Linked DNA regions of Mus musculus: all the other regions are linked to region 1. The links are chromatin contacts, called in public Hi-C, HiChIP or PLAC-seq and promoter capture Hi-C maps. All regions are on one chromosome and are shown on one strand. The core of a region is the stretch at or near the end of the contact, and the rest is flanking DNA. Distances in the headings are between cores, read along the strand shown. Region 1 holds the start of Ercc6 (excision repair cross-complementing rodent repair deficiency, complementation group 6). Region 2 holds the start of Mapk8 (mitogen-activated protein kinase 8). Region 3 holds the start of Hacl1 (2-hydroxyacyl-CoA lyase 1). Region 4 overlaps Arhgap22 (Rho GTPase activating protein 22). Region 5 holds the start of Ankrd28 (ankyrin repeat domain 28). Region 6 overlaps Wdfy4 (WD repeat and FYVE domain containing 4).

Region 1 (4,790 bases), core at 834-3,333:
TTCAAGCCAGGGTTTCTCTGTGTAGCCCTGACTATTTTGGAACTTGCTCTGTAGAGCAGCTTGGCCTTGGACTAAGATTCCCTGCCTATGCTTCCCAAGAGCTGGCACTAAAGGCACGAGCCACCATGCCTGGGTCAGCTGTGGGTTTTCATGTTGGGCAGGGTTGTTAGGTGATACAGTTAGGTCTTCCATCAGACCTATGTAAGAAACTTCACAAGCACAGCAGTGGTTCCAACTGTGTTGTTAATACCCCGGTACAGTTAGGAAACGAAGTCCTTGACGGGCACCTGGGTAAAGACACAGGTATAGGCGAGAGCAGAGATGGGGAAGAGCGGGCTCGGAGACCACTGCCAGGGGAAATGATCCCATCCCTCTAGGCACAGGCAGGGGTTTTATAATTTAGCTTTATAAGCTTGAGGAGTAGACCAGGAGAAGGAGAACAGAGATAATGTTCATGCCTGGAGTTCAGAGGACAAGGTGTGGGAGTTGGTTCTCTCCTTCTACCATGTGGGTCCTGAAGACAGGATTCAGGTCCTGAGGTTTGGTGGCCACCTGGTCAGCTCAAGCCTGGTTTTACTTCTACCCAAGGTATCTCCAGAGTTACCTTATAATCTGATTTACTAGGAGAAGGATAATAGGAGGGGTGGTGTGTGCAGAGAATTCTTAGCAATCTCTTGAGATGTAATATTTATTTGGCTAATGCTATGACAGTCGTGGCTCTCTGAGAAGCACGAATATATGTGTGTTTCACTTGCTTCGCAGAGCCCCTCCTTTCCTTAACCTTTGAGCTTAAGCCCTGATTAAAATGTCTTTAATGAAATCTTTTGACTCTGCTTCATAAACTGGCGGGTTGCTGGGGATGGCAGTGAGGAGCCTCTCACTACTGCCCCCCAAAGTTTTGTGCCTTTACACTGGACTTCGTGCCAAGGACCCTGACAATTCCACCTTCTCTATTCTTGGCATTTCTGGGCTAATTAGTTCCCAGTTTAATTCAGCTACCTCTTGGGAAACTGGGCTTTTTCTTTGTAAATTCTCACCTAAGCGAGACCACCTCCAGGATTCTTGGTTGGGTAAAGAATGTTACTACTTGGCTTAGATAGTTAATATTAGTTAACAAGTATTAAGTGACTTAATGTAGTTAAGCCATCTGTTGTAGACCTGCATGTTGTACATGCACTCAGGTGCTCTGCCCAGGTCTTGGGGTGGTGTTGGTGAGCGGTCATAAAGGTACGTTTTCCTCTTCGGTTTTAAGATGTGCCAGATGACTAAGGCGGTGAGGTGAGGATGTCAAAGCAAAGGATTTGAGCACCTTTAGCTAGTCACTCATTGGCAGACTCCCTTTTCTTTCTCTAAAAATGATTTCTGAGTTCGAGGCTAGCCTGGTCTACAAAGTGAGTTCCAGGACAGCCAGGGCTATACAGAGAAACCCTGTCTCGAAAAACCAAATTTAAAAAAAAAAAAAAAAGAAAAGAAAGAAAGTTTGGTTTCAGACCCAGGGACAAGGGACTGAGATGCGTATTTTACATATCAAAGCCTCCAGGTTTTCCCAGCATCCTTCAGTCCGTACCTGGCATACCATGTCTCAGTCCCTACCTGGCATACCCTGCCCCATAACCCTGAACTTCCCAGCCCAGGGCCTGGGCTGCCCTTCCCTCAGAGGTTCCTCCCAAAAAAATCCAGGCATTTTGCTCTCTCCTTCTCTCTCTACGCATACACGACCCCCACCCCCACAATGGCGACTTCAACCCTTGGGGCCAGTGAACTCGACAGACAACCGCCTTCCAATAAACCTGCCTTTAGTATAATCTGGTTTAAATTGGCTTATTTCACCGGTGGTGACGGAGAAATAACTTATTAATATCTTTTAATTCATAAAACTAGATAACATTTGTCAAGAATGATACAAGCCGCTCAAATGGCTACAGACTGACCACACAGTCCAACCTAGCCCAGGACAAAGGCCACGCGCGGCTCCCTTTGGTCAACGCACGTGGCAAACCCTTGCTTACAAACGGCTCAGCAAGGCGCAGGCGCCGTTGGTCCTGCCCGCCCCCAGAGGCGGTGCTTAGCACAGGCCTAGGGCGCATGCGCTAAGGTTTGTCTCAACGCTCCGTCGCGGCGGTAGCGACGAAGAATTCGTTTGGGCAGCCGCGTGGTTCTGGGTGAGTGTTCGGCAGCCGGACAGAAGGCCGGGTGAGAGTACTTGCGCCTCGGGCTCTCCATGAGGCTGTGGCCCCGCGCCGTGGGCGTCTAGCCTTCTGCGGCGGAGCCCGTCCGAGCGAGCCGCGGCTTCGCCCGTGGGCCGGATATCTTCCGGCAGGCGCACCTGAAACCGGAAGTGACGTGTGGCGCCGGCTCTCACCTGAGCGGAGGGCACGGGGCAGTGGGGGCGCGGACCAGCCCCTTGCATTTGCTTCTGGGTTTGTGAATGGGGCCCGGCGTGCAGGGCCTACAGGGCTCTGGTGGGTCTGGATGACGATGATGGTGTCCTTGAGAGGGAGAGTCAGGGTGGTGCATACCCGGCGCCTTCCGTAAGATGCAAAGTTGAGTGGGAGGGACAGAGCTGTAAGTGCTGTAACCCGGTACCCTTCGCGGTGTCATCTTCACCGCTGTCCTTCTCTTCCGAGCCCTCTCGTCTTTTTCCTCCTGACTTCATCCTATTAGCACTGCACTGCTATTTCTCTGTTATCCAAAACTGGTCTTTTACGAGCATTAATTGGGTCCTGCTGTTGTCACGCATCCTTAAACTTTTTGAGAGCCATTTCAGTGAAATATAATTTAAGAGCATACCCCCCCACCCCCCGCCCCCGGACCCGTGTAACTTGTCCCTTCTCGCTTCAACACCGTACTTATGTACAGATAACTCTCCAGACCCTAATCCAGCTTGGTTGTGGCCGTAGAAAACCCAAGTCACAAGTCTGGTTTCCTAGCTTTGTAACTTTTAGATGTTTCTGGAACGACTGAAAGATTTACACAGCGAGCAATACTATAATCAGCTCTTGAATTTTGGTTACAAAGTTCTCACTGAGTTCCAGCCTTTATTCATTATCTCATTTCGAGATGCTAACTCTGCTTTTGACCTTGATCAAATCTCATTAATCTTTTAGAGTGACACTTTGTCAGAGAGGCCACCTCACACCTTACCTTCACAGTTTTACTTAGGTCTCTCTTAATTGCCGAGTTATGTAACTTCTTTTTATGGCCATCACCACAGTTGCCCTTGTATATATCTATACTAAAGCCATTTTTTCTTTAAATGCCTGGCCTCCCAGGGGACTAGGGGGAACTGCCTCATGCCTCATTTGATTGAGTCAGTAATTTTGTCAGTGTGTGATTTAGTTCACCTCTGAAACTTTAGTGCTTTGATCAAATCCTTCTTTACATTATACTCCCCCCAACCCCCATGTGCATTCTCTCGCCCACACATGCAAGCTCTCTTCTGGCTATAGCTAGAAGCTAAACAGCTTTTTGCCCTCCTTCCCCTCCCACCATGAACTCCAGGCTGTTAACTTCAGCTGCTCTTCTTGGCCCCTTTCAGTTCTTACTCCTTTGTTCTACCACTTCTCTGACCATCCCAAGGAATGACTTTTCTCCAAGGCCTACTGGTTACAAGAGGAGGGAACTGGGCAGCACTGGAGTGTTGCCAATCCATCATTTTGGAAAGCACACGCCTGCAGTGTTCATTTCTCATGGATAGACTCATTCTTCTCACATTCCTCCCCCATCCCAACTTTGACCAAGGAAAGGCCCAGGCTTCTTCCTTGTGGAGTTATCTTCTTTGTCAACTCCCTTTTGTATCTGTGGGCACCAGGTGTCACTCTCCAGCTAGAGGCAGATGAAAGTGCTATGCCTTCTCCACCTTTCCTGGTTGCCGCACAGTTTTCTGTTCAAGCATCTCTGAAGGACATTATGTTGTTTTCTTGCCATGTATGTACACACACACACACACACACACTTTTTAATTTTAATTTTTTTTTCCTCTTTTACTTTCCAACAAAACCTCGGGTTATCTATCACCCTTTCTCCCTTATGTAGTCAAGGTCCTTAAAGTGGTAGATTGCCTCCCTGTGTCCTCCCTTGCCTTGCTGCCTGCTGACCTCAGACAGTCTGGTTTTTAGTTTTTGTGTCTGTTGCTCTACTGGATTCAACCATCCCTCCACATCCCCTTTTTGTTCTTGTTGCTTGTTTTCCAACGGTATAGCTGTGTGGCTCAGGCTGGCCTGTAACTCACAGTGCTGCTTCAACCTCTCAAGTGCTGGGATTACAGTGTGCGCCACATGTCCAATGAAAAATTTCTTTTACAGGTATCCCCAGCGAGCTGCCCAAGTCCAGATTGACGGAATCCTGCTTTTCTTCTCTAATCTAGTCATTCATTTCTTTTTACTTTACCCTGCTTAAAAATCAGTTTCCTCAAAATTTCATTTGTAAATTTATCTTTGACTAAAATGGTATTGATAATTTTGGTTAAATTAATATATTTTAACTTAAAAATAAATCCCTTTATACATGAAAAATAGAAAAAGAAGTTCCTATAAACTCTTAAGTATGTAGATTTTTAATTCCAGCTCTTACAGGTAGGCTCTGAACCAGAACTCCACCCTTCTATTGGAGGGCGACTTTTCCTCTGAAGATAATAAGAAAGACCCTAAAGTGAGGAATATTCTCTTTTTATCATCACCCTCCTCAGTGATGGTCTCTGGGACCTCCAGGCCTGCGTGCTCTTAGAACTGTGTCCACATTTGCCCAGCCCTTCCCTTCCCCCTTGGACTCAGATTTGCATTGGGACCACA
Region 2 (4,790 bases), core at 1,219-3,718, 930 kb after region 1:
AATAGTATAGTAGTGATGAATGCATAATTAACAAATAAACCACTAAAAAGTATACTCTATAAGGGTAACTCTTTTATGTGAATTAAGTATCAAAAAAAAAAAAGCTGTTTAAACAACAGAATTTAGAAAACAACCTAACTGAACCTTTGTAGAGTCTGAATCACTCAAATAATTTCTTAATTCTGGAGTCCCTTCCAGAACCCAATATATTTAACAAGATAAAGCAATAAAAGTTTGCTGTCTCAAGATCTATATCTTATAGTAACAAAGTCATGTTCTTATTTTTTTTCATTCCTATCTTACCAGTAAATAAGTTCATCTGAACTACTTTCATACTGAAAAGATACTTTTCAAATAGTGGAAATGCACCAAAACTTGGATTTTTAAACCCATATGCTTTGTGAGTTGGTTAAATACAAGTTAAGATTTAACCTTTCTAGTAAGCACCTCTAAAGAAATTAAGCAGCGCTGAACTACTAGAAATATTTGTAAGATACATTTACATGTTGATTTTCAAACTTAAATCATCGAAACCCTTGTGAAATAATAGTCACAAAAAGATAAATATGGCTCACTGGGTAAAGGTTCCTGGAAGCAGGGGAACCCAGTTCCATGTCCAGACCCCACAGAAAGGTGGAAGAAGAGAATGAAGCCCACACAGTTGCTCTTAGGCTTTCACATGCACACAGTGGCATGTGTGACCCCACCCCACAAAAACATCATGCAGGCACACCCACCGTCATAAGTTTTTTTAAGGGAGATAAATGCAATCATGCTAGATTCTTAATGAAACATCACTGTTGTGTCTGGGTGTATTCATACATGACTAGAGAAAGCTCTTACCTAAAATACTAGAAGTGGACAAAGTTCTCAACTTTGATGACAGAGTACCAAGTAAATCCCCTTTATCTACAAGACACTGTAAGTGTTTCATTTGGAGAGTTTGGAGCATCTCTGACTTTTAAGTATGGCTACTCAACTTTTTATGACTATACACACAAGCCATAATCCTCTATTTTATTAACTATATAGAAAAAAATCAGGAATAGTTAACCTAGAAGTGAAAAAGTGATTCCAAACCCTTTGGTGGTCTTTAACAGGTAACATCCTCTATTAATTTATGATCTAGCCAACTGAGAGTGGTATGTGACACATCTGAAACTTCGTGGAGAATTTAAGGCTTTATTTTAAATTTTTGTCTATAAAAGTCTTTCAATCAACCCAATGAGTATGACTTCCATGCTTGGTGATGGGGAAATGATGCAAAATAGGCCTCTAAGTACCATTTTGATTACTTCGTCAGACACAGAAGTAAACCTTCCAAGTTTAACAGCCTCAATAAGAGAACTGAAGTAACCATTACCAATGATACGAAAATTGACAAGGGGGGGGTGGGATTTAAGAATAAAGGTAGTATATTTAAGCCAAACCTGGATATTCTTCCTAACACTATCCTTGGAAGTTCCAGTCAAATGAGCCAAATACCTTACTTAACATACATCCCTTACATAATCGTCTCATTTAAAGGCACATCTATTCTGTTCCATACTACCCTAATTTTTAAGGGTCTTTCTCTTGGCCTTCACATCTTCTCCACCTGGATACAGCACTAACTGTTGCCAAATGAATGAATGAAATAAACATGTTCTAACTGACCAGGTACTTGGTGGAAGCTGATCTCAAAACACAATAGACCGGCAGACCAGAATTCTACTGAAAAGATCACTTAATTTCAGAAGTAAAAATAGAAACTACCGGACACTGTGCAGTCAACATGATATTAAATTCCCGGTGGGATGGGAAACTTTCGGGAATAACAATGTAATGCGTTCCTTACGGTACTTTACAATGGACTTGGTTCTACCTTGTCTGGACTAGGAACCCAAGCGCAAGACAAAGGGACAGCGGCGGGGGAAAGTCAAAAGGTCAGCGGCAGGCGCCCCTCTCAAGGCGCGGCCCGCAGGCCGGCGCGCTCGCGGCCACCCGGCTCTTCTCGGCGTCGCGGCACTCACGTCCGCACAAAGAAACCGCCCACAGTCAAAACACGCTCCCCGTGGGTGCGGGAGACGTATGCACGGTCGCGTCGGCCCGACCTCCGCGGGAGCACCTCCGAACTTGCCGCCCACCCGCTCCATTTCCCCCCGCGCGACGTGGAAGCCGGCCGGAGCGGTGAAGCCAGGTCGCGCGGAGTGGACCACGCCCCCCGCTGCCCCCGCCGCCCGCGCTATTGTTCCCGCGCCGCCCCCGCCCCGCGCGCGTTCCCGGGAGGGGGTCACGGCCGGGGAAAAGCGGCGGCCGCCCGAGCCGCGGCGCCCGCGCACTCACCCGGCAGTGCAGCCAACGGCGACCTGGAAGCCCGTAGCGGAGAACGGCGCCGTCCTGCGGTGGCCGCGGCCGCTACTCAATCCTGTTCGCGGCTCCGCGTTTCGGCCGCAACGTCCGGCCTCGGCCGCTCCGCTGACTAACAGAGACGCGGGCCGTCAACGCGCACGCCCGCCCACGTCATCGCGCAGGGCCCCGCCTCCGCGCCGGCGAGCGGCCTAGGGGCGGGCCAGCCCCGGGGGCCCGGATTACGAGGGCGTGGCCCCGCGACTTGGGCGTGGCTACACTGGGGGGCGGGCTGCAGTAGCGGAGGTTTTCCCCTGAGGGCGGGGCCGCGAGCAGCGTCTGGGCGGCCGCGTGTGAGGGGCGGGGCCGGGAGCAGCAGGGGGCGGGTCTGCGATGGCACGTGGCGGCGCGTGGCGGCGAAACACCAGTCATAGCTTAAGCCTGCATGGTTGCTAGCCTCGCGGGGAGGAGGGGTTAGTGTTTGAAGGTCAGGCACGCGTGCCAGGGCACACACCTGAACCACGGAGAGTCCTGGTTTGACAGATACTCTTCAAGGGCCTACCACCCACCAAGGAGTAGATGTTCTCTAGCTCCCTGGAAGAAGTTACCTCCTTTTACCCCCCAAACCCTCCTGCTCCAGATTTTTTGCCTTACCTGATTTACCTGCAAGTCCTTGCGGCTCTCGCAAATATTAACTATTCACGGATAAACTGACGAGCCTCGACAATGGATGGAAAGGTATTTAAATCACTATCATTCATGAGGCAAAATATATTTAGCACTTTAAAGAGTTCAAAGGCATTCTCGCCAACAACGGAGAATATCACTAAGAGAAAGAAGCAACACATACATATAGAATGATTCTACGTTTATATAAAATATATTACATGCACAGTATATTAAACTTGGAAAAAAAGTATGACAATTGCTTTGACAGTAGGAAATAAAGGGCAGTCTCTCTTACACCTGTGTAGTATACTGTGATTTCCAAAATATACAAATATGTATTGAGTAAATTCAGGTAGACTGTTCCCATTACATGTTAAAATGGTCTTTCTCCAGGGATGCTATCATGAAGCAAATGTGAGCACTCATTCATTTATTCTCCCCCCATTTTATCTCTCAGCAATTTTTTAATTTTAATTTCTTATTTCTCCAGTAAATATTTTATTGCTTGCCTATTCTCTTAAAGGCAGTGTACTAGCACTAGCAATAAGTAGAACTTATAGAGAATTCTTGTGGTATCAAGATAATAAACTATACACCAAATCAAATCGACACTAAAATGCAAATTAAGGACACATCCAACTATGAAAGGAACCAATGTATTAATAAGGCCAGGAAAGCCTTCTCTAAGGAGCTGCCTCCTAATTTGAGAACAGGTTTGACCAGGGATTATGTCCGAGTTAACTTGATGTGCGAACAAGGAGTTCCAGAACGGGGTAGACTGGGAAAACTGAAGACAGGCCAGCTCTATTGGGACACCAAAGAAGACATTGCAAAATGAGAAGACTGATAAAAACAAAATCCTGTGTTGGAGGTGTTTTTATTACAGGTGTAATGGGAAGGCCCTGGTATGTCTTCAGCAGTGGAGAGCATGATTGTACTGACATCTTGACAAAAAACAAACAAACAAACCTCTTATCACAGAATGCTTTTCTTGATCTCTCAAGGTGGGCCTCTTCTCCCTCTACAATTCTTACTAAAAACTTTCTTCTCTTCCAGAGTATGTTTCTACTTATAGTTCATAGGTCAAAGGTACTGCAGGACATGTATAGATCCCCTGTGGTGGCAAAGACAGCACCCTTTTGTTGGGGTTGGTCTTGTGCACTGTGTATTCAGATGCTGAGTTCTGCACCCCAAGATCAGGCTGCAGTCTGAAAGTGGGCATTGTGCTGTCAAGAATGCTCCCCAGTAATCTCTGATTGGTGAATAAAAGGCTAGAGCTTGTGTCTGGGCAGGGGACAGAGGAAGGCAGGACTTCAGAGAGAGTGAGTGGATCTCAAGTAGAGACCAAGAGGAGGACAGAGGAGAGGGAAGAAGGAGGTCGCCATGAGTCAGGATGGACCATGAGCACATGGCCAAGAGAAGCTGAGGACAGACATGGAGCAGAACCAGACTCAGATGGCAGGTGACAGGGCATTTACCTTATTATTAATATCCTAACGGTGGGGGTTGGAAAAGCTCAGAACCTGTCCTGCACAGTGCCAGCAGTTTGTTAATAAAGTCTGATGTTTCTGTGTTGCTTACTCAGGAGCTATATGGGATAGAGTGGGGCAGAACACTCTCCCCCCTCCCCCATAAAATTACCACTCTACCCTCTTCCTGGCCTTTTCCTTCGGATGACTTTAGGGAAGACCCACTGTTATGGCTTCCCCTGTCTGTTCCATTGGCAAATCTCTCCTTATCCTTGAGATGCCAAACTGCAATTCCTACCAGATGGGCAAGCATGCATTCTATCA
Region 3 (4,790 bases), core at 1,606-4,105, 870 kb before region 1:
ACCTGTGCCTGAGTCTTTCTGAGCACTTTTGAGTATTCCCTTTGAAAACTCCATCGTTATACCTGCCATCTTCCCTTGTAAATGGTCCTCCTCTCTCTATTCTAAGCCTCAGTCAGTAGCCATATCATCTAGTCATGTAAGCCGCTAACCTAGGGGTCACCTCTAGAAGAGCTAACCTTTCCCTTCCTAACAGGCCATGCCTACTCTTTCTTCAAGATAGCTCCCTTATCATCCTCTGTGGGATGCTCTCTCAGAAGACTGTATGGATTTGTCTGTTTATTCAAGTCTGTTGTCTTTGTACCAGGGAAACCCAGAGCACTGGACATGTTAGACAAGTACTCTACCACTGAAAGATAACCCAAGCCCTCCATGGTCTCAGCTGACCAGGTTGGCTCCAAACCTGAAATCTTCTGTTTCAGCTGAGTAGCTACAGGGACTGCAGTTGTGAGCTGCAGATTTTCCATCACCATCCTTTGGCCTAACTACCCACTCTCACAGTTTGCCATGCCTTTAAGTTATACTGATGCAGCAAGGACAAGCCATCACCTCTATGAGCAATCTTTCCTGTCCCAGTGAGGACAGCCAGTCACACACTGTGTGTGACTACTCTCCCTTTTATGGATTCCTTTTTGAGGAGCTAAATTATTTCAGACTGTCTTTTTGTGTCTTACCCTCATTTCCCCCAACTCATCAACTTGGAGGTGAAAAATAAACCTTATATCTTCTTTATATCCCTCTCTTCTGCCGCGTATACAGTCCACATCATGCATACAGTACATACTTAGTGCATGTCTACTGCATGAAGAAGAAACAACGGGCAAACATACTCAAGAAAAATAGTAAAATACAGATCAGCACCTATCCTTTCTCATGCAGGTAAAAGAATAGAAGGTTATTCCACATAGGAAAACTGAGAGGTAAGGGTACAGCTCAGTGGCAGAGTGCTTGCTTTAGTGTGCACAAGGGCCTGGGTTCAATTCCCAGCACTGGAAAAAACAAAGAGGTAAGGGAATAAAAGTGTAAACAACACAAATTAATACCTACCAGTTTTCTGATTAAAAACACTCCCTATAACTTTCAAGCCTTATTGATAAAGGTCTTTCAATTAGCAAATAGTGTAGTACACACCTAGATTACATAGAGACCTCAAGTCAAGTCAGTACTGTGGGGATTTGAAAGCAAATGAGCCACACCCAATGGAACTCACATCGGATGGCAGAGAAAAGGGGTCAAGAGCGTGGATCAGGACAGCAGTGACGGCAGCAGAAGGGACAGCTGTGTGTGTGTGGGGGGGGGGTGTGAATCGTGTGTGCCACCCATGAAGGTCAGAAGAAATCGTTAGATCCTTTGGAACCAGAGTTATGGGAGGTCGGGAGCCACCACGTGGATGCCAGAAATCAAATCCTGGTCTCTGAAAGAGCAACAAGTACTATGAACTGCTGAGCTAAGTCTTCAGCCCCAATTCTTAATCTTTTAAATTATTTGTGTGTGTGTGTGTGTGTGTGTGTGAGAGAGAGAGAGAGAGAGAGACAGAGAGACAGAGAGACAGAGAGACAGAGAGACAGAGAGAGAGAGCGCCTGTCTGTGTGTGTGTGTAGGTCCAAAACAATTTAACTCAGCCTGTGTGTGTGTGTGTAGGTCCAAGGACAACATGAATCATAAATCAGAAACCGCCTTCATTTTTCCATACAGGCCCTGGAGATTACACTCAGGTTATGAGGTTACGTGGCTTTGTAGAACTTCACTGAACCACTTCATCTGCACCAGATACTTGATATTTTTGCCTGGATTGCTAAGAGAGGGTAATCCTGGGCTGCCAGAGAAAATACTTTAAGTGGGTTCATAAAATGTCCTTTGGTTTTCCCTCTCCCAGGTAAGACCCCAAAGGAGGGAGGCATAATGCTGAGGGAAAGCACCAAACTGGGGTTTGAGAGCCCTGAGTTCCAATGACGGCACTGCCGTCTATAATGTCTTCCACTTTATGTTGCATGAGTCCTGGCCTTCAATCACTAATCACTCTCTGACACCTGTCATGTACAGGAACTACATCAGATGCTGGCAATACACTTACCTAGCGATGAATCAATATGCCTTCTCTGCTAGAACTAACAGTCTAGTAGTGAAGTAAGACTACCCCTTTCGATTCTGATATTTGGATGTGGCAGAGTACACTACGGTAGAAAGGTATAAGCATAGCTCCAAACTCAGAATACCTGAGTTCAAATGCCACTACCAAATGACTCGCGTTGGGCAAGTTTAACTTAGTCTCTCTCTTCTCATTTTCCTGTCAAGGAGGATTAACAGTGGTACGTGCAATGCTTTAGAAACGATGGGACGCTGTGTGCATCGAATGGCTGCCATTTGGTCCCTGTGTCAAGACTCACCGCTTGCTCATTCCGCATCCCAATGTACTTGATGCCCAGTTCCTGGGCAGCAAGGGCGATTTCGGTCACGGGGATGCCTACGACACCGAACATGTACTCCACATCCTGAGGGTAGGAGGGAAAAGGGGCAACAAACAACTATCATCAGGTGACCCAGCCTTCTTGCCCTCCCGGGGGGTCCAAAGGAAAGACCTACAGGACCCCCGCCCCCGCCTCCTTGCCCTCCGTCTCTAGGACAACGCGAGGTCCCCGTCTGCTTCTGTAGAGCCTTTCACACCCGAGGGATCCATCGTACTTGAGTTTTTAGAGCCTGGGCGATGACTTTAGCACCAGACACCTGCTCCTCGCTTCTGTCGCTACCCTCTGCGGAGTTACTTTCTGGCATCTTCCACCTAAAGTTACTTCAAGGCACTCTCGCAGCTCACAGCTTCACTAGCCTAAGAGTTGTTGTTGGTGACACCCGCTTCTGACAGACAGGAGGGCAGCCCAACGGATTTAAGCAAAGGGGAGAAGGGGCGGGACAAGAAGTCAGTCCTTGGTGAGGCGATCATGTAAGCACGCCCATTCTCCAGTCAGTCTTTTCCGGACTCCGCCATCAGCAGGAGGCGGGACGAGCCGGAGGCCGCGTCCTATGCGAAGCAGGTAAGAAACCCAATCTCTGAGGATGCTCGCCTTGGTTTTGTCCTCCACTAGGGTAGCGATACAGCTCAGTCCGGTATGGAGGGGATGGCACATCTGGAGGGTGACTGCAGAGACCAGGCGAGGAGGGGGCGTGGCCCCACCGCGCCTCCCCGCCCTCGCCGGGGCTTCCCGCTGATTGGAGGCAAGCTACGCAAAGGCTGCTGGGACGCGGGTAACTTGGAGAGTGTAAAGTTGGAAAAAAAACAGGCTTTTGGGTACAGTGTCGTGCTCCTGTGCCCTCTGATTTTATAACTCTGTGGTTTTGCACCCCACATCATGTGCACGTTCCAGAAGTCTGTGAGCAGAGGTGTATTCTTAATCAGAGATGACACCAAAATTGCTCAAGAGATAAACTTATTAACACCGTAGCTGCTCCTGCCCTCTGCCTGGTTTATATTTACTTATTTTGTTCCAGTTGGGTATCACTAAGGTCTGTTAGAGCCATTGCTTAATAATTAATGTATGATTGCTTAACTTTTACCAAAGTAATAGTGTTGGTTTTCTACTTACTGGTTCATGGATTAGCCTGCTTGACCCCTGGCATCGCGTGCTTTGTAGACATTAGTGGATTCTTGGCCCCTTAACACCGATTGCTTTCTCAGAATTACTGGCAGAACACTTTATGAAGGGCAAACTGGACCCTGATGGGAACAAATCACTGTGATTCAGATCGAATGGGCTTTTGTTTGTTTGTTTGTTGGTTGGTTGGTTGGTTGGTTTATATTTATTAAGGATCAGTCTTCAACTGGCCATTTTTGCCATTTGGCAAAGAGAAAACTCATTGAGCTGGTTATTGCCTTCGCCTAGCAGTTCAAGGTACAGCGGGCCTTGCTTCCCTTGCCTGTAGAGATTAAGCAGAAGTGACGTGACTGTCTTCCAAGTGCAAAGTCACTGCTGTTCCATCCAACTTCAGTGTAAGGATCCCAGGCGCTGTAATTTATACAGAGCACTCTGTGTGGACTTGGAATATGTTAATCATACTCCCTGTTATTTTTGTTGGCAGTATGCTTAAAATGTTATTTGTTATTTTGGTGAGATTTGGCATCGTAGCGCCAGATGTGGTGGCTCACATCTGTAATCCCAGCACTTGGAGGCAGGAGCATGTCGACTTCTGCGAGTCTGAGACCAGCCTGGGCTACCTAGTGAGTTTCAGGATAGCCAGGGCTATGTAGAGAGACCATGTCTTTTAATTACTCAAAGAAAGAATAAGTCATAAAAGCAATACTAGTGACTGACCCTAGGACTTTGCACATATTAGTCAAGCACTCTACCACCGAATTATATCTCAGGCCCTAAATTTTAACTTTCTTAAAAATCAGACGGCAGGGGTTGGAGAGATGTGTTTAAGAGCAGTGACTTCTTCCAGATGACCTGATTTCCAGCAACCACATAGTGTCTTACAACCATCTGTAATTCCAGTTCTGGCAAAGCCAATGCCCTCTTCTGGCCTCTGAGAGCACCAGGCACACACGTATTATGTAGACATACATGCAGGCAAATAAGCCATAAACATGAAAAATAATAATTAATAAAGCCTTAATAATTAAATTAATTAATAATAATTAATAGCATTAGTGACCTGTTCTCCACAGAGCAAATCCAGGCCTCAGAGTCCAGATAGTGATTGCTTTAGGGATCTAGCTCTGGGATGGTGAGGAGTTGCTTGACAACTTTCTTCCAAGTGGGTGAAGATAACCTCAAAGTAGCTGGATGATCTAGAAAGAG
Region 4 (4,790 bases), core at 1,719-4,218, 800 kb after region 1:
CACAATGCGTAATCTCTATGTGTCTACTAAAAATACATTGTACAGTGGTTAAAAATGAAATAGTTGGGAGTTGCCTTTATTGTCTCACCAGAGCTATTACCTGGACAGTCTGGCTGTCTAGATATGCACACTGTATAATATTACAGTTTAGTTGACACTTCCTGACTTTGTTGACACCTGTGTGAGGCACTCATCCACCCACCACAGTGGCTGTTCACAAATGTGCCTGCCTTTGTGTGTCTGGTCCTACGTGAACACCTGGTCTGGACATGTGTTTGCTGAGTGACAGGATGAGAGTTCACCTGCTGTCCCTTCAAGTGTTACTAGGGCAACAAAGGATGTGGTTGTCCTAATTCAAATCTTTGCAGGACACAAACAGTGTGAAGTTCTTAAAGTGCCAGGGTGTTTCTATAGAAAGAGTGGAAGTGAGTTCCTGCCTTGTGCTGGAACGGTGTGCAGGCAAGGGTGCAGCCGAGGAGAGGAATAACTTTGAATGTCAGATAGCACAGAAGGGGACCTACTATTAATTATAATTTACAGAACAGCTAGTGGACAGGTTTTATGTTTCCCCAACCCCAAAAAGTGCCATTTGACTGAAAGGAACTCGCATGGCCACACAGCACCTCACAAGCACAAACAGAGACATGTATCCTGGCACGGCTGTGAATGGGGAGCACACTGGTGCTCTGTCGATGTGGAAACTGAGGCACAGAGCAGTCACTGTTTCCACTGTTCCATGACAAAGTGAGGCTCCAGTCCGGGTGAGACCCCCCTCCAGGGTACCACTCTTAGCAGGGGCCAGTGGAAACCCTGGTCAGTGATGGAAACTACAACCTCGGGATAGCAAGGACTGTGGACAAAGTCCTCATCAGTGACAGGGTGCCAAACTTGGAGGTTGGTATGGGGGAGGTGTGTCCCATGCCAGCTCAAAATGAAGATGTATATAAAGCCCTGGAGAAATGTAGGATGTGGGGAGGAAGGTGGCAGAGGATTACGAGATAGGGATTGATTGACCCAGGTTACCTTAGGGATCCAAGTCCATGTTCATGGTGCTCTATCTAGGAAGCTTTAGCCCAGACACTCATGGACCAGGCTGCTCTTTAGACCCTTCCTCTGGGTCAGTATGTCAGCTCCATCAACATCACCAGGGAACTTGTTGGAAATGCTGGTCCAGGAGCCCCACCTAGACCCCTGGGACAGAATCTGCTGACAGTAGGTTGTCGATGCTTCATGTGGCTCAGGAGATTGGAAAACAGTGCTCAGAACAAGACAGCCTCAAGTCCATCCGAGCTCTGCTAGGCAGGAACTCAGTCAGTACACTCAGAGCCTGGGGCAGGGCCTTCAAAAGATATTGGCCTCAATGACCCCAGTGAAGGAGCAATTGCTAGGGAACAGAAAGGGTACAGGAGGTGACAACGGTGACCAGACATGGAGCATAGCTCTAAAGCTGCACGTTGAGCTGCAAGTCAAGGCTCATTGCCTGTGTCTGATTTTGGCCTGTAGACATATTTTATTTGGCTCATGAGATGTCTGTTTTGAAACAAAGGATTTCACCTATAGAAAAAAAATACTAGTAACTCAAACACTTTTAGTGGGAGCAGCATTGTTCTGGAGTGTTCCAGAAAGATAGCAGATTGAGACTTTCATCAACTTGGCATCCACCGTTCCTGCTGACTTTAGACAAATGGACATGGGGGCCACCGTGGCAGATGGAGGGGGTTGCTGTCCCAGGCAGATAGTGTCTCCCCCCACCCAGAATTCATGCCTGCTGGCACCTTGGTCTGACCTTATTTGGAAGTAGGGTGCTTACATATACAATTAGCTGAACTGAATTCAAGCTGGACAGACCCTAAATCCAGTGCCTGGAATCCTTGTGGGGAGGCAGGGGACACAGTGACAGAAAACCTTTTGGGAGTGGAGACAGAGACTGCAGCCTACTCCAAAAAATGCTAAGGAAGGAAGGAAGCCACAAGAGGCTGTAGGAGGCAAGGAAGGATGCTTCTCTAGAGACTCAGAGGCCGCAGGTCCTACCGACATCTTGCAGCTCTCTGCTCTTCAGATCTCTCACAGAGTCAGGAGTTTTAAGCCACACAGTGTGTGGGTACACATTATGGCAGCCCTCTGTACCACAGTGGACTTGAGAATGGCCCCTGCCCTCGACACTGCACTTTGCCGCAGACACCAGTTGTCTGACCTTGGAGCCCTCAGCACACGTTCAGGAACTGAAACTAAGAAGACAGAGCCCCTCTTCCTACTGTTCTCCCATAGTGGGATCTCAGTCTTCCCGGGCTCCTCTCTGCCCAGTGCTTCCTGCCATGCTACAACCATCACTCTACCTGCAGCATCACCCGGAGCCTCTGAGACCCGCCCTGAGATCCCAAGGCTTAGGGGAAGGGGTAGAGATGTAGGCATCTAAGAGGCTCATGGGAGGACCTGCTGCTTCTTAGCTGTGTACACCACTCAATGCCCTGAGCCTCCTTGTTAAGAGCTGCGGATGGAACACTGCCTAGCACAAAGCAGGTGCTTGGTGCATGGGAGAGCCTTCCTTAGTCTGCTTTGGAGGTGAAAGGAAAAGTAGGGGCTCAGGACCCCCAAGACCAAGTTCTCAGCACAAAGGAGATGCATGTGCCCCAGAGAGACAGAGAGCAGGGAGTAAGAGACATGGGCAGGAAACAAAGGAAGAGGGAGAAGAGGAAGGGGACAAGGGAGAAGGGAGAAGAGGTATTTTTGTCCCATCGTGGATAGGTACTGGATAGACAGGAGACAGACTTGACACATAGGAAAATGGCAGTTTATAAAGGTAAAAGGGAAACCCTGTGTTAGGATGAGGCATGCTAATTAGTTGAACCAAAGGAGGCTTCTGATTGCTGGACTTCAATACTTTGCTAGCTGGACTTTGGTAGTCAGCCTCAGGAGGAGGAAGTGTCCAAATAAGGGAATAGACCTTGGTAGCTAGCTTTAGGAATGTAATCTAACGGTTTTTAGCAAGGCAGAGGGAATCAGGGAAAAGAGCAAGGCCTGCCAGAAGCATGCTCGCCACGCTTGAGCTGGCTAGAGTCCCTTCCGGAGGTTGCTATAACTTAGTGTTGTACAGTGGGTAACAGTATTTACTTAGCTCTTGGTTCTGGAGTCTGGGAAGACTTTAGTTAGGGTTCTCTGGAGTAAAAGAATTTATAGAATGAATCTCTCTCTCTCTCTCTCTCTCTCTCTCTCTCTCTCTCTGTGTGTGTGTGTGTGTGTGTGTGTGTGTGTGTGTGTGTGTGTGTGTGTGTGTGTGTGACTTATGGGCTGTGGTACAGCTATGGCAACAGTGGCTGTCTGTGAAAGGAAAGTCCAAGAATCCAGTAGTCTCTCAGTTCACCAGACTGGATGTCTCAGTTCATCTTCAGTTTATGCTGGAATTCCAAAGAAGTAGGCTCTGATGCGAGTGAAGGGGTGGACTTGCTAGCAAGGCAAGAGCAAGCAGGCAAAGAATAAAAGCTTCCTTTTCCATGTCCTAACATAGGCTCCTAGCAGAAGGTGTGGTCCAGGTGAGAGGTGTATGTTTTCAGTTCAAAATATCCGGATTAAAGATGCGCCTTCCTATCTCAAAGATCCAGATTAGAAGCGGATCATCCTACTTCAAGTTATGCAAAGTCTCCCACAGGGAGGCCTACCACGTGAGGGTTTTAGTTAATTCCAGATGACGTCAGGTTGATGGCCCAGAACACTAGTTGACATTGACACATGACAGTGCATAACCGCCGTGCTCAGCCTCTGCTGAGGACCTCCCACAGCATCTTACGCAGCAGCCTACGTGGTAAAGGCATCTCGTGGTGAGACAGAGGGACTATGCTGGCTCTAGCCTATGTTGCTCTTCCATTTTATGTTTGTGTACATGTGTGTACTTGTGTGGCACGCATGGGTGGAGGTTGACATTGGATGTCTTCATTATTTGTTCTCTACCTTATTTATTTATTTATTTATTTATTTTTGATTCAGGCTCTTTCACTGTACCTGAAGCTCATAGATTCTGATAGATTTGCTGACCTGCAAGCCCCAAACCTTCTTGCCTCAATCTCCCCTTAGTGCTGGAATTAGAACTGTGCCTAGCTGATATGTGGGTTCTGGGGATCGAACTCAGGTCCTAGCCTTGCACAACAAGTACTTGATTGATTGAGCCTCTTCCTGGCCCTTCTTCCTGTTCTTATGAAGGCACTAATCCCACCCTGAGGTGCCACCCTCACAACCCCATCTAATTCTAATAGTCTCCCAAAGCTCCAGATGCATACAACATTCACATCTGGGGAATACATTTCCAGCAAACGAGCCTCAGACAACACATTCAAATGACAGGACCCCCACGGCCCCTGTGGAGGAAGGATGGAACATGCCAGCATGCTGAAAAATCAGGCCTTTCAATGAAGGCCAACCTGGAGCTTGTGGGGTCAGGGAACACAGACCTTCAGCTAGCCAGCAGACAGGTGGGGTCTTGCTGCTCTAGTCATCTATGAATACTCAGGGCTCCAGCGGGGCCTCTGGTCTGAGAGTTCCCATGTCTGGTGCAGACTGGTTCTCCACAGTGATTGTAGCAGGAAGAATGTGGGACAGGCTAAGAGCAGTCCCCTCGAATGTGTCCAAGAAGCAGCCTTCCGTGAGGGTGTGCACTGCAGGAATGTGGAGGGCAGAGGGTTGCTTTCTTCTCTTAACCCTACAGAAGCTGATCTTTGTCCTGTGAAGGGCCACTTAAGTGGCTCCCTTGGGTATGTAAATGCAAGGCCAGTCAATAGCCAGTGTCCTCGGATTCCTGG
Region 5 (4,790 bases), core at 667-3,166, 680 kb before region 1:
CTAATGTCTTGAAACATATCAATAAACTGATTTCTAAAAACAAGTGCAATTCCCTTTAAATTAAGAAAAACTCAGTTGTCTTTCAAAAGAACTAGATGAGCCAATTATTTTGTAATACAGTAAGTCTTCCCCAGCAATGCCATCTCATTAACTTACTCATCACGGATTCTCAAGTTTACAGGTAACATTTTAAAAATCAATATCACCACTGAGTGTTAAAGAATATTACACAAAACTGAATCAGTGTTACGACTGCTTCAAAACTGTAGTTACTAAACACTCAAATGCACAGATGCCAATAGATTTTTATTATTTATTCATTTTTTTTTATAAAGTAAGATCTTCTAACAGTCTACCAAATCCCTAACACACACAATGACCAAATCACAAAATACATTTCCAAAAGTGAAGGATTACAACCAAATATTCAGGTACAAAGAGTTACTAGAGTAATAAAGATTAGCTGAAAATCTAGATCTTGAGTTTCATGGTATTAACTACATATGAATTAGATGATCTGGGCTTGAACTCTGCTTGTTATTAACAGATTTTTTTGTTTTTTCCTGACAACTTTGTGCAATGAAAGGTTTTGCTACCTGTGGCTGGTGAGCACTTTTGAAAAGTGTGCTTTTGACTAGCACAACTGAGAAACTGTGCTTTCTTAATTTTAATCAACTCAAAGATTCTATGTGTAGCTAATGGAACATGTTGAACAGTAAAGTTATTCACAGATTTTGAAATACAAACTTATCAACCAGAGTTTTTCAAAGTATCATGCCCTATTGTTAATATCAGCTAAAATTCTGCTGATACCAAATGATACTAAAAGTCAGCATTCAGCCTAAGTAGAATATTCACTTTTTAAGTGAGAATTGACATTAGCTAGACTCAGAACTTAAGTTTTAATTGGTAGAAAATGACATAAAACATTAAGTTTTTCCCTATCGTTTTTGTTAAGCTTGTGCCCACTTTCTGATTGGTTTCCCTTCAAATCTGTTCAGTATCTCCTATTCAGAAAAACAATGGCAAAAGGGGTACTCAAGCATTAATAGGTTCCCGCGACTCCGTAAAATCCACTCGTTACTTTCCCTTTTCTTTAAAAGAGACAAACACTGGGGAGCGTCTGGTAATTCACCTTCTCGCCTTTTTAAAAGGGTAACAAGCGTTCATTCAGACATAGTTGCGATTTCATTGGTAGATACAGAGTTATTTTTCCCAGCCCACAGTGTACTGCAGTCTTCTGAGCACTTCAGGTGTTCTTTGACAAGCTCTTCCTAAGTCAGGAAAACTAAACCAAGATGGTGCAGAATATGCCAAGAGAAAACCAGCCTGGGAATATGCACCGTAACAACCAGTCCCCAGCAGAATCCATCGGCACCGGTGGGTTTGCTTTCGACCGCCACTACCTCTCCGCAGAGACGGTGCGGTGGACCGTGAACCGCCCCGCGAAGCGAACCCGAGGGCAAGGTCGTGACCCCAGGTCACGGCCGCCGCCTGCCCCGCTCCGACTCCGCACCGCAAAGCCACCTGTTAGGCCCGAGCCTCACCTGGCAGGAAAGAGGAGGCGCCTACCCGGCAGCGCGCCGGACGCGAGGGCGGCGAGCGCAGAACCCGCCCCTGTGGCGGCGGCCGCGATCCCCCGGCGGCACGTGGGTTTCTCGGAGCTGGGGCTGCACTGACAGGCGGACGGCCCGCACGGCTGCCGACCCGGGACACCCTCTTCCCTCGCTGCCACCGCGCCGACAGGGCGCCCGGGCGGCCCACGCCGCTGGTCCACCCTCCTCCGACTCCTCGGTGGCGCGATCCCGCCCCGCCGCCCCTCACCTACCTGGTCGCGGAGTTTGAGGAACGCCATGGCGGTCGCCGCTGTTCGGCCACTACCCGCGCCCGGCGGGTAGGTGGCCGGCTACGTTGAAGAGAGCGCGGGCAGGGGGCGGCGCCGCCTCCCCGGCCGCCCGCCGCCGCCGCCGCCGCGAAGAGCCCCGCCGGTCCCGCCTCCTCCAAGGACTCCCGCCCTCTTTCTTCCGTCCTTTCTCTCGCTCTCTCCCTCTAGCTCTCAGCCACCTCCCACACGCAGCCGCCGCCTTCGCCGCCGCCTCACACCCCCTTCCCGAAATACCCCAGCAGCCCCCGCCGCCGCGCCGCTCCAGCCCGCGGCCGCGGCGGCATCCAAACTCCACTCCACAATATTACCACCACCGCCCGCCGCGATTGGCGGCCGCGCGGGGGAGAGGCCAGAGTAAGCCGAGCGCCCATTGGCCACGCCACCGCGCTCGCTCGCTCCCGGGCTCCGCCTCTCCGCGGAGGGAGGGGCGGGGCACAGGAAGCGGCGGCGCGCGGAGCGGGCGGGCCAGGTGGCGGGGCGTCTGGGCGCGCGCCCCGGGCGCGGTGGGCGGAGCCCGGACTGGAGGTGGGGAGGGACGGAAACTGGGTACCGGGTAACGGCCCGGGATGGCACGTGGAGGTGGCGTGCACAAGCTCAGCTCAGTCAGGTGCGGAGAAGGCAGCCGGAGCCGGTGCGAGCCAGGGAGACCTCCGGGCCGATGCTGCTTTCAACAGAGTAGCGAGGGCAGCGGGGAACCGGACTCGCACGTGGAGCGAGAGTGAGAATGTCTCCGCGGGCTTTGGGGGAGACGTGGTCACCGGGGGACTGCTGGCACGCGAGACTGAAGGGTGTGGTCTTCATAGCCTGAACAGGTTGTGACCGCGGAACATTTCTCTCCAAAGCGCCCCTTTCAATCTTGCATGTGTTTTTTTTCCCCCTTTCTTCTTTATCATCAAAAGGGTTTTTGCCTCCCACTTGAAAGAAATCAATTTTTTCAAAAAGATGTGCAGGATTTTCAATAAATAGCATCCTTGGATGGAGAAGAGGAATGACTCCCTCGCCCTGGCACACACACCCACGCCAACCCACAGCTCAGAAAAGGCTTTTCTTTCTTAGGCAGCCGCACACTGTTACCATTCCAGGCTTGTGTGGGAGAAGATTGTTGTTCTCCTGTGTCTGTCAGCCTGGGCGGCTCCAGCCCCTGATTAATAAAAGGTACAGATGGTTAGAACACAAACGTGAGATATCGGGTTGGTTTAAAAAACAAAACCAAACCTCATCTTTTCCCTGCATTGGTGTGTCTCTTGGGACAGACTTTATTTAGAGAATCGATTTGAGCCTAATGGCAGTCTAGAAAAATGGGGATCAGTGCCAGGACTGTCAGTTTATTATAATGCTATTATTAAAAACAACTCTTTAGCCCCATAAGAACAGAAAATATCAAAGTGCAAGATCAAATGCACTAAGAGCCTTCTGATATCTCTTAACATAACTATGCCATAATTCTGCTGAAACAATTGCTTTTCTAAAATTACATTTTTACCATGGTTGGTATTTGCTACTTTAAAATGGAGGAATTCTCATAACTGATGGAAGAGGCTTAGCCAGAAAAAAAAAAATGATTCTTGCTTTGCATTTTCTTCAGTGCCTAATTTCTTTCTGCATCAACTCTGGCCGATGAAATGAGAATTCTGTCACCCCATGTCTCTTTATCAGTGCACTGAAGGTGAATGAATTAGCAGTATGAAAGACTTTGACTTCTCCAAAACAAAGGTGTTATGACAACATTACTAAAATATTTTGTGATTATAATTGTCCATGTGCTACAGCCAATCGAGTTTTGCCTTCCTCGAGGATGAAAGATTTACTCTCTTCTACATGTATGCCTGTTTAACACTGGATGTTGACTCAGCAATTAATACGACTGAACAAACACACAGCCTCAGCATGCTCTCCTCTGGGTTAAAGTTCTAGGATTTAAAAGCACAACAGGTACTTGATTTGGAACACAGAACAAACTGATTTTGGGTAGCAAGCAAGCGGTTTAGAGGGTATGGGTTGAGATAGTGGACCAAATGTGTATTTCAGTGTATTAGGATTGAGGTGATAAAATTTCCTAATGAAGAGTAATTGATTAAAGTATCTTACAGCATTCCATCTCTGCATTAGAGAGGGTGTGATCTTGCTGCAAAGGTTGTTTCAGTACTAGGTGGGCTCACCTTTCTCCATCTTGAACACTTTAACATCTTGTGTGTCTTACTGTTTATTAAGAAGAAAGGTTAGGCATATTACACAGCCTACTCATATCACACAGTCAATCAAGGTAGTAATATTAAAAACTGGGAGTTCTTTAGGACCACTCAGATTCAAAATTAGTATTTTAACAACTATATTTTCATAGCTGTTGAGATAGTAACAACTATTGATTCTGGAAAAAATAGAAAAAATTAAAAATATTTGTGTTCAAGTTTTATTAACATCAAAATATATTATTATTCCTGCATCTGTTAAAATGTAAAAGAGCTTGGCCAGGTATGGCAGTATATGCCTTTTGTCCTAGCACTTGGGAGTAATAGGCAGGTGGATCTCTGTGAGATTGAGGCCATCCTGATCAACAGCAAGTTCCAGGCTGGCCAGGAGGCTATATAGTGATACCCTCTCATAGATAGATAGATAGATAGATAGATAGATAGATAGATAGATAGATAGATAGATAGATAGAGTAAATCTATATTCCTGAAAAGTACTACCTACTACCCCAACGGGACCAGACTGGCCAGGAAGCTACATAGGGAGACCCTGTTATAAATTAGTAAATAAGATAAATCTATATTCCTGAAAAGTATTACCTACATCATACACATAACCAGTGGGACCAAAAATTAAAATGGTGTCAATAAAGTCTCTTTCTTCTTCCTCTTCCTCCTCTGTGTTTGTTTTTATGAATGTGTGCTGTGTGCAACCT
Region 6 (4,790 bases), core at 819-3,318, 520 kb after region 1:
ATCAATCCATCTGGGTGTCATTTAATATATATATATATATATATATATATATATATATATATATATATATATATGTATTTAACATATACATATGTATCATTACACCATTTCTCCCTTCCCTTTCATCCCTCCAAATCCTCTGATATATCCCTCCTTACTCTTTTTCAAATTCAAGACTTCTATTGCTATTAATTATTGTTTTACACACACACACACTCACATGCACACATGCGCATGCATACATTTATGCATACATATTTTTAAATACAACCTGTGTAATTATGCAGTCTGTGTAATGTTACTTTTAAGTATGTTTTCAGGGCTGATAATTTGGTATTGAATAACCACTTGGTGTGCTCCAACAGGAGACTATTTCTCCTGTTCTCAGCAGTCCTTAGTTGCCAGCAGTTCTTTGTGTAGGATTGAGCCTCGTTTGCTTTCTCCTATCCCCATTAGCACATCTATTGTCCTTGTCCTTGTTGGATAATGTTTAGGTCATCATGTTGGTGAACTTTCTAGGAGTATCTTCTGGCCCTTCCTAGGAGACACATACCACAACAAATTCCCTGATTCTCTGCCTCTTACAATCTCTCTGCCCCCTTCTTCTGCCACATTTCCTGAGCCTTATGCTGGGGAGTGTTTTGTAGATGTACCACTTGGGACTCACTGCTGTGGTTCCTAAGCATGTCAAAGTTGTTTCTCTTCTGTTAAGCTCCACGACAAACAAAGCATTCCCCAGTTCATATCAAGACAAGTTTTACTGGGGACAAAAACTTGCCCAGGTAATAGCCAATGAATAGCTGAGCCAGGAGTAGAACCAAGGTATGTTCAAAACAAGTGTAAGATTGGTACTGCTGTCTCTGTAAAGCCAAGGCAAGCATGGGTATTGAATGTTCATTGTCCATGTAGAACCTTGCTCCTGGACCGCAGGCCACACTCCTTCACTGACAGAGAGCACCCGGGGCGCCAGTGACAAGTTGCCCTCAACAACAGGCCAACATGAATCATGAGACTAGAGCCCCTTTGCCTCAATTCAGAGCCACTGTTTGGGTGTGATTAGCTCTGCATTACAACCATCCTGGGTCAGCTCTGACTTCCCCACTCCAAAATACTCCCTGAGAGCATAGCCACATGGAGATTCCAGCTTGCTTTCCAAGGATTCTGACCTGTGACAATGCAATGACTTACATTCCAGCAAGAATGAATAAATAATGAATGAAAACCAAAGGGACTAAGAATAAGGCCAGCGTCCATATTGTCTCCAAGTATTTCCATCCTTACAAATGCAAAACTGAAAGGCAAGGGTGACACACACCTATAATGCCAGCACTAAAGTGTGAAGGGGCAGGGGTGTCTGGGTGAGATTGACCCAAGTATGTGTGTAGTGTGTGTGTGGTATGAGTGTGCGGTATGTGAGTGTGTAGTGTGTGTGTTGGGGGGGTGGGTAAGTGATGTGATATGTGTGTGGAGTGTGAGTCTGTGGTGTGTGTGTCTGTGGTGTGTGTGTGTGTGGGTGTGTGCATGTGTGTGTCTGTGGGGTGTGTGTGTAAGTTGGGGAATGATCTAAAGGCTGAATGTGACATGTGTCTGTATTCCCAGTACTTGGGATTCTAAACCAGGAGGATTAGTTGCAAGGCTTGTTTGAAGCCAGGCTGCACTATAAACCCCATCTCTAGAACTAGATAAGTAAGCCACGGTCACAAGCACTGTGGTTTGAATGTGGTTTGTATCAGCAAAGCCAGAGCTGAGGTTCAGTTCCTGCAAACAGCCTGAGCTGATGAGGCCTTTGGAAAAGGCAGTTAGGGCTTCACCGTAGATTCAATCAGTTTGCTATTTGGTGGACTCAATGGTTAGGTTTGGTGGATTCAGGAGTTTAATGGACCCAGTGGTTTAGTTTGGTGGATTCGGTGCAATGAGGTTTGGGGATGTTTCATCTTACAGTGAGTTTACAAAGATTAGAGGGGAACCAGGCTAGGAATCAGGGGATGTCTGGCTGCCTCACAAAGGCCTTCTGAATGCAAGCCCCTCTGGGCTTTCTTTACACTTTTCTGTCTTTACATAAGTGCCATGTTTCACACAGTTACCTTGTTACAGCTAGTCTGCAGCCCACTGCAGGGCCCCTTCCTAATGACCTCCTGTAGACTTGTCTGATTTTTACTATGTTGCAGGATATTTGACCAATCTTTTATAGATTAAATTGCTTTCAAATATTTGGCATACCAGAGCTGCCAAACTCATTGTGAATTGGTGGGTACAGCAGAGGAATAAAGTTCTATTAACAAGACTGGAGGTTCGGGGTGAGGATGTTTTAAATTCCCATAGCTATTGCCAATTGCTCCCTTGTAAATCAGCACTAAATTTATGCCTTGCCACCGTTGTTAGGAAGGTGCTACAACTTGAATCCAGTTTGACTATATTTTCCAAGAACTCAGTCTAATGCCCATTGTGAGGTAAGAGGGTATAAAGGAGGGCCTTTTGGATTCCCTCGCATGTGTGGTATATTTATTGTATACTTATAATATGTAGTATAGTAGTATATAAAGAATATCATCAGGGTGAAGCCTCTAAGACTGGGTGTTTTCCTTAAAAGAATATCAGAAGAAAGACACACATTCACACATACTCCCTTTATCTTACATGATGCCCTGTGTCACCCTGAGACTCTGTCATTTAGAAGATAATCACCGCATACGAGCCTCCAGCCATTCAGACTCATAAACCTAAAGAAATCTCTTTTCTTCATAAAGCACTAAGCTTCAAGTCCTTTAGTATAGTATCACAATACAGACTGATAACCTAGAGTTATGCCAGGCTGCTTCAACTATTTTTTTTCCCTGTATCTTTTACAGGTAAAATTTGGAGGTCCCATCCCCAAGTTCATAAGGTGACACCTGAAGCCACAGCACCAGCCCTGGCATAGGCACCCCTAGAACATCTCCCCTTCCCTCGATGCCATCCCCATTAAACCCTCCACAGTTCCGGCAGCGGGGCTTTGGCTCACATGCCACAGTCTGATCTGATGCTTCCCTTTGGGAGGCTTAAGTAACAACCAGAATAAACCAAACCACAAGAAAAATGTCTAAAGAGAGCTGGGTTAATAGCTTAAAAATTGATTCTGCTAGAAAAGAAATGGCATTTTAAAATCTAGAAAACGAGCCCAAGTGAACTATTACCTGCTCTTCCATTTAAATGAGCCCTGAGAGGGCTCCATCCGTGTTTACTCATGACTAAGAAATCCCTCATGCCTTGATGCTATCGATCACTTCAGACAAGGGGAACTTTTGCTTCTCCAGGAGAACTTTTTAAAGACCTGCTAGATGATGTATGGTCATTCCCAGTGGGTGGATAACTAAGAAAGTAAATATCCCTCCATCTGCGGATGGTGGTGACCAACAGGTTGTCTGGAAAGCCGGAGAGGCTGGAGATAAAACACGAGGGACAACAACAACCGGAGTCACGGAGTGTCAGCTTGTAAGAACACATGGCCCCAAAGCCAGATCTCAGTGATGTGTCTAGGAAGGGCAAGGGAAGCTGTCGGTAGCATAACTAGTCTATAATCTTGTGCGGCACTAAAGTGTGTAGATGGAAAGGCTGAGGCCCAGACGGGTCAGTGGAAGCAGCCATCATTGGAGAGGCCCACGTCTATTTTCTCTCTTCTGTTTCAGGTGAACAATGTAACTCTTTCCTGGGCCCTCAGTTCATGCTATTAGGACTAGCGAACAGTTCAGGGACAATCATCCCTTGATATCCTTGGGGACACTTCTAGAACCTGTGTCCACTGTCACCAAATTTCACAGATACTCCAGTCCCTTCTGTCTCTCCTATTGCTTTAAATCATCTTTAGATGATTTATAATACTTAATATCATGCCAGCACTGTCTACACCGCTATACTGTGTTGTCTAGGGAAGAATGGACAGATTGGAGTCTGCAAGAACAAGAGCTCAGTTCAGACACAATGCTTTATTTTATTTTATTTTATTTGCTTCACAGGTGGTAGAATCTATTGACAGCCTCTGAGGTTATGAGGGTTTAATTATATACTTAATTTTCAAAAATATTGCTGAGAAAAACTAAATTAAAACTACCAAAAAGGGACAGGCTACCAAAATCATAATTGGGTTCGTTCCCCAGAAAACTCTCTACTTTTTCTAAGTGGACCACAATTACCTTGAGCTTCAGTCACACTAGGAATGAGAGCAAAGAATCCTAAAGCAATAGGTTCCACTAAGTTTGAGTGCCTCAACGCAGCAGCAAGGCAAAGAAGAGCAGCGCTGGGTCTCTTTAAGAACTCTCTCCCAGACAAGGAGCAGGAACGCCCCCTGCCTGCCTACCTGTGCCATTTCCACAGAAGCAATGAAGCCAAGCCTCCCTCCTCTCTCTGCAGGCTCTGGGGACCAGGTGGAAAGACAGTGACTTTGACACTGTTTGCCTACTCCAGTGTAATGTGAAACATACCACAAATCCCAAAGATGGTTCAAAGCACAGCGCTCACCCCCGCAGTCAATGAGGATATGTATTAGCAATTCACCCACAGTGTATCTAGCAAGGATCTCTGAGTGTTATAAACCTGGATTTGAGGGTCTGCTGAGATTGCAATACTACAAAGGCTCCGTGTTAAGGCTCGGTGGTCAGCTGGCTGATGGGATAATGGTCAGGGGACTGGATGATGAGGGATCTAGCCTAATTAATCAATGTATTAATCCACGGATGAACTTGTCATTTTACGCCTTACTGAGATCTGAGCTCTAGTTGGAGAAAGTGAGTCACTTTGGGCCTTTCCTTTGCCTG

Evidence for each region. Promoter capture Hi-C pulls out the DNA fragments that hold promoters and counts their contacts. Hi-C and Micro-C count contacts between places; a contact is called where the count stands out from the background. HiChIP or PLAC-seq counts read pairs in DNA pulled down with a chosen protein or histone mark.
Region 2: a promoter capture Hi-C map of pre-B cells shows a contact between it and region 1, with 2.5 times the contacts expected there. The contact joins the promoter of Mapk8 here to the promoter of Ercc6 in region 1. A contact is called at or near these places in 4 of 39 promoter capture datasets (hematopoietic stem and progenitor cells, neural stem cells, neutrophils and 1 more) and 2 of 484 Hi-C or Micro-C datasets (CD4 T cells and embryonic stem cells).
Region 3: a contact with region 1 is called in a promoter capture Hi-C map of stem cell-derived epiblast-like cells, with 2.4 times the contacts expected there. The contact joins the promoter of Hacl1 here to the promoter of Ercc6 in region 1. A contact is called at or near these places in 2 of 39 promoter capture datasets (embryonic stem cells and stem cell-derived epiblast-like cells) and 1 of 484 Hi-C or Micro-C datasets (embryonic stem cells).
Region 4: an H3K27ac HiChIP or PLAC-seq map of microglia shows a contact between it and region 1, with 5 times the contacts expected there. The contact joins the enhancer-like site here to the promoter of Ercc6 in region 1. A contact is called at or near these places in 6 of 39 promoter capture datasets (the 3T3-L1 cell line, embryonic stem cells, frontonasal cranial neural crest and 3 more), 1 of 484 Hi-C or Micro-C datasets (forebrain) and 1 of 115 datasets of contacts at active chromatin or transcription factors (microglia).
Region 5: an HNF4G HiChIP or PLAC-seq map of pancreatic cancer cells shows a contact between it and region 1. The contact joins the promoter of Ankrd28 here to the promoter of Ercc6 in region 1. A contact is called at or near these places in 2 of 39 promoter capture datasets (HPC-7-derived erythroid cells and pre-B cells), 2 of 484 Hi-C or Micro-C datasets (the G1E-ER4 cell line and embryonic stem cells) and 2 of 115 datasets of contacts at active chromatin or transcription factors (bone marrow-derived macrophages and pancreatic cancer cells).
Region 6: a contact with region 1 is called in a Hi-C map of embryonic limb bud, with 2.2 times the contacts expected there. The contact joins the enhancer-like site here to the promoter of Ercc6 in region 1. A contact is called at or near these places in 3 of 39 promoter capture datasets (cranial neural crest, frontonasal cranial neural crest and stem cell-derived epiblast-like cells) and 5 of 484 Hi-C or Micro-C datasets (embryonic limb bud, gonadal supporting cells, myocytes and 2 more).

Annotation. Positions count from the first base shown.
Region 1 is chr14:32,511,438-32,516,227 of GRCm38.p6, forward strand. Ercc6 (excision repair cross-complementing rodent repair deficiency, complementation group 6) reads left to right here and starts at 2,084. Exons shown (of 21, transcript NM_001081221.2): 1 at 2,084-2,162.
Region 2 is chr14:33,444,690-33,449,479 of GRCm38.p6, forward strand. Mapk8 (mitogen-activated protein kinase 8) reads right to left here and starts at 2,469. Exons shown (of 12, transcript NM_001310454.1): 1 at 2,326-2,469.
Region 3 is chr14:31,638,110-31,642,899 of GRCm38.p6, forward strand. Hacl1 (2-hydroxyacyl-CoA lyase 1) reads right to left here and starts at 2,856. Exons shown (of 17, transcript NM_019975.3): 1 at 2,680-2,856; 2 at 2,385-2,489. The coding sequence starts at 2,769. It overlaps Btd (biotinidase), which reads left to right and starts at 2,948. Exons shown (of 4, transcript NM_025295.4): 1 at 2,948-3,026. The coding sequence starts at 3,016.
Region 4 is chr14:33,307,918-33,312,707 of GRCm38.p6, forward strand. All of the region lies in intron 4 of Arhgap22 (Rho GTPase activating protein 22), which reads left to right. Among named protein-coding and RNA genes, the nearest start is that of Gm41130, 78 kb to the left of the region's middle. Within about 2 kb of position 2,969, at least 24 of the 459 cell types and tissues checked have an H3K27ac peak or open chromatin away from gene starts, as enhancers often do. A contact at or near this core is called in microglia, where this site is marked.
Region 5 is chr14:31,828,499-31,833,288 of GRCm38.p6, forward strand. Ankrd28 (ankyrin repeat domain 28) reads right to left here and starts at 1,917. Exons shown (of 28, transcript NM_001024604.2): 1 at 1,829-1,917. The coding sequence starts at 1,855.
Region 6 is chr14:33,029,308-33,034,097 of GRCm38.p6, forward strand. All of the region lies in intron 40 of Wdfy4 (WD repeat and FYVE domain containing 4), which reads right to left. Among named protein-coding and RNA genes, the nearest start is that of Lrrc18, 40 kb to the left of the region's middle. Within about 2 kb of position 2,069, at least 5 of the 459 cell types and tissues checked have an H3K27ac peak or open chromatin away from gene starts, as enhancers often do. A contact at or near this core is called in embryonic limb bud, where this site is marked.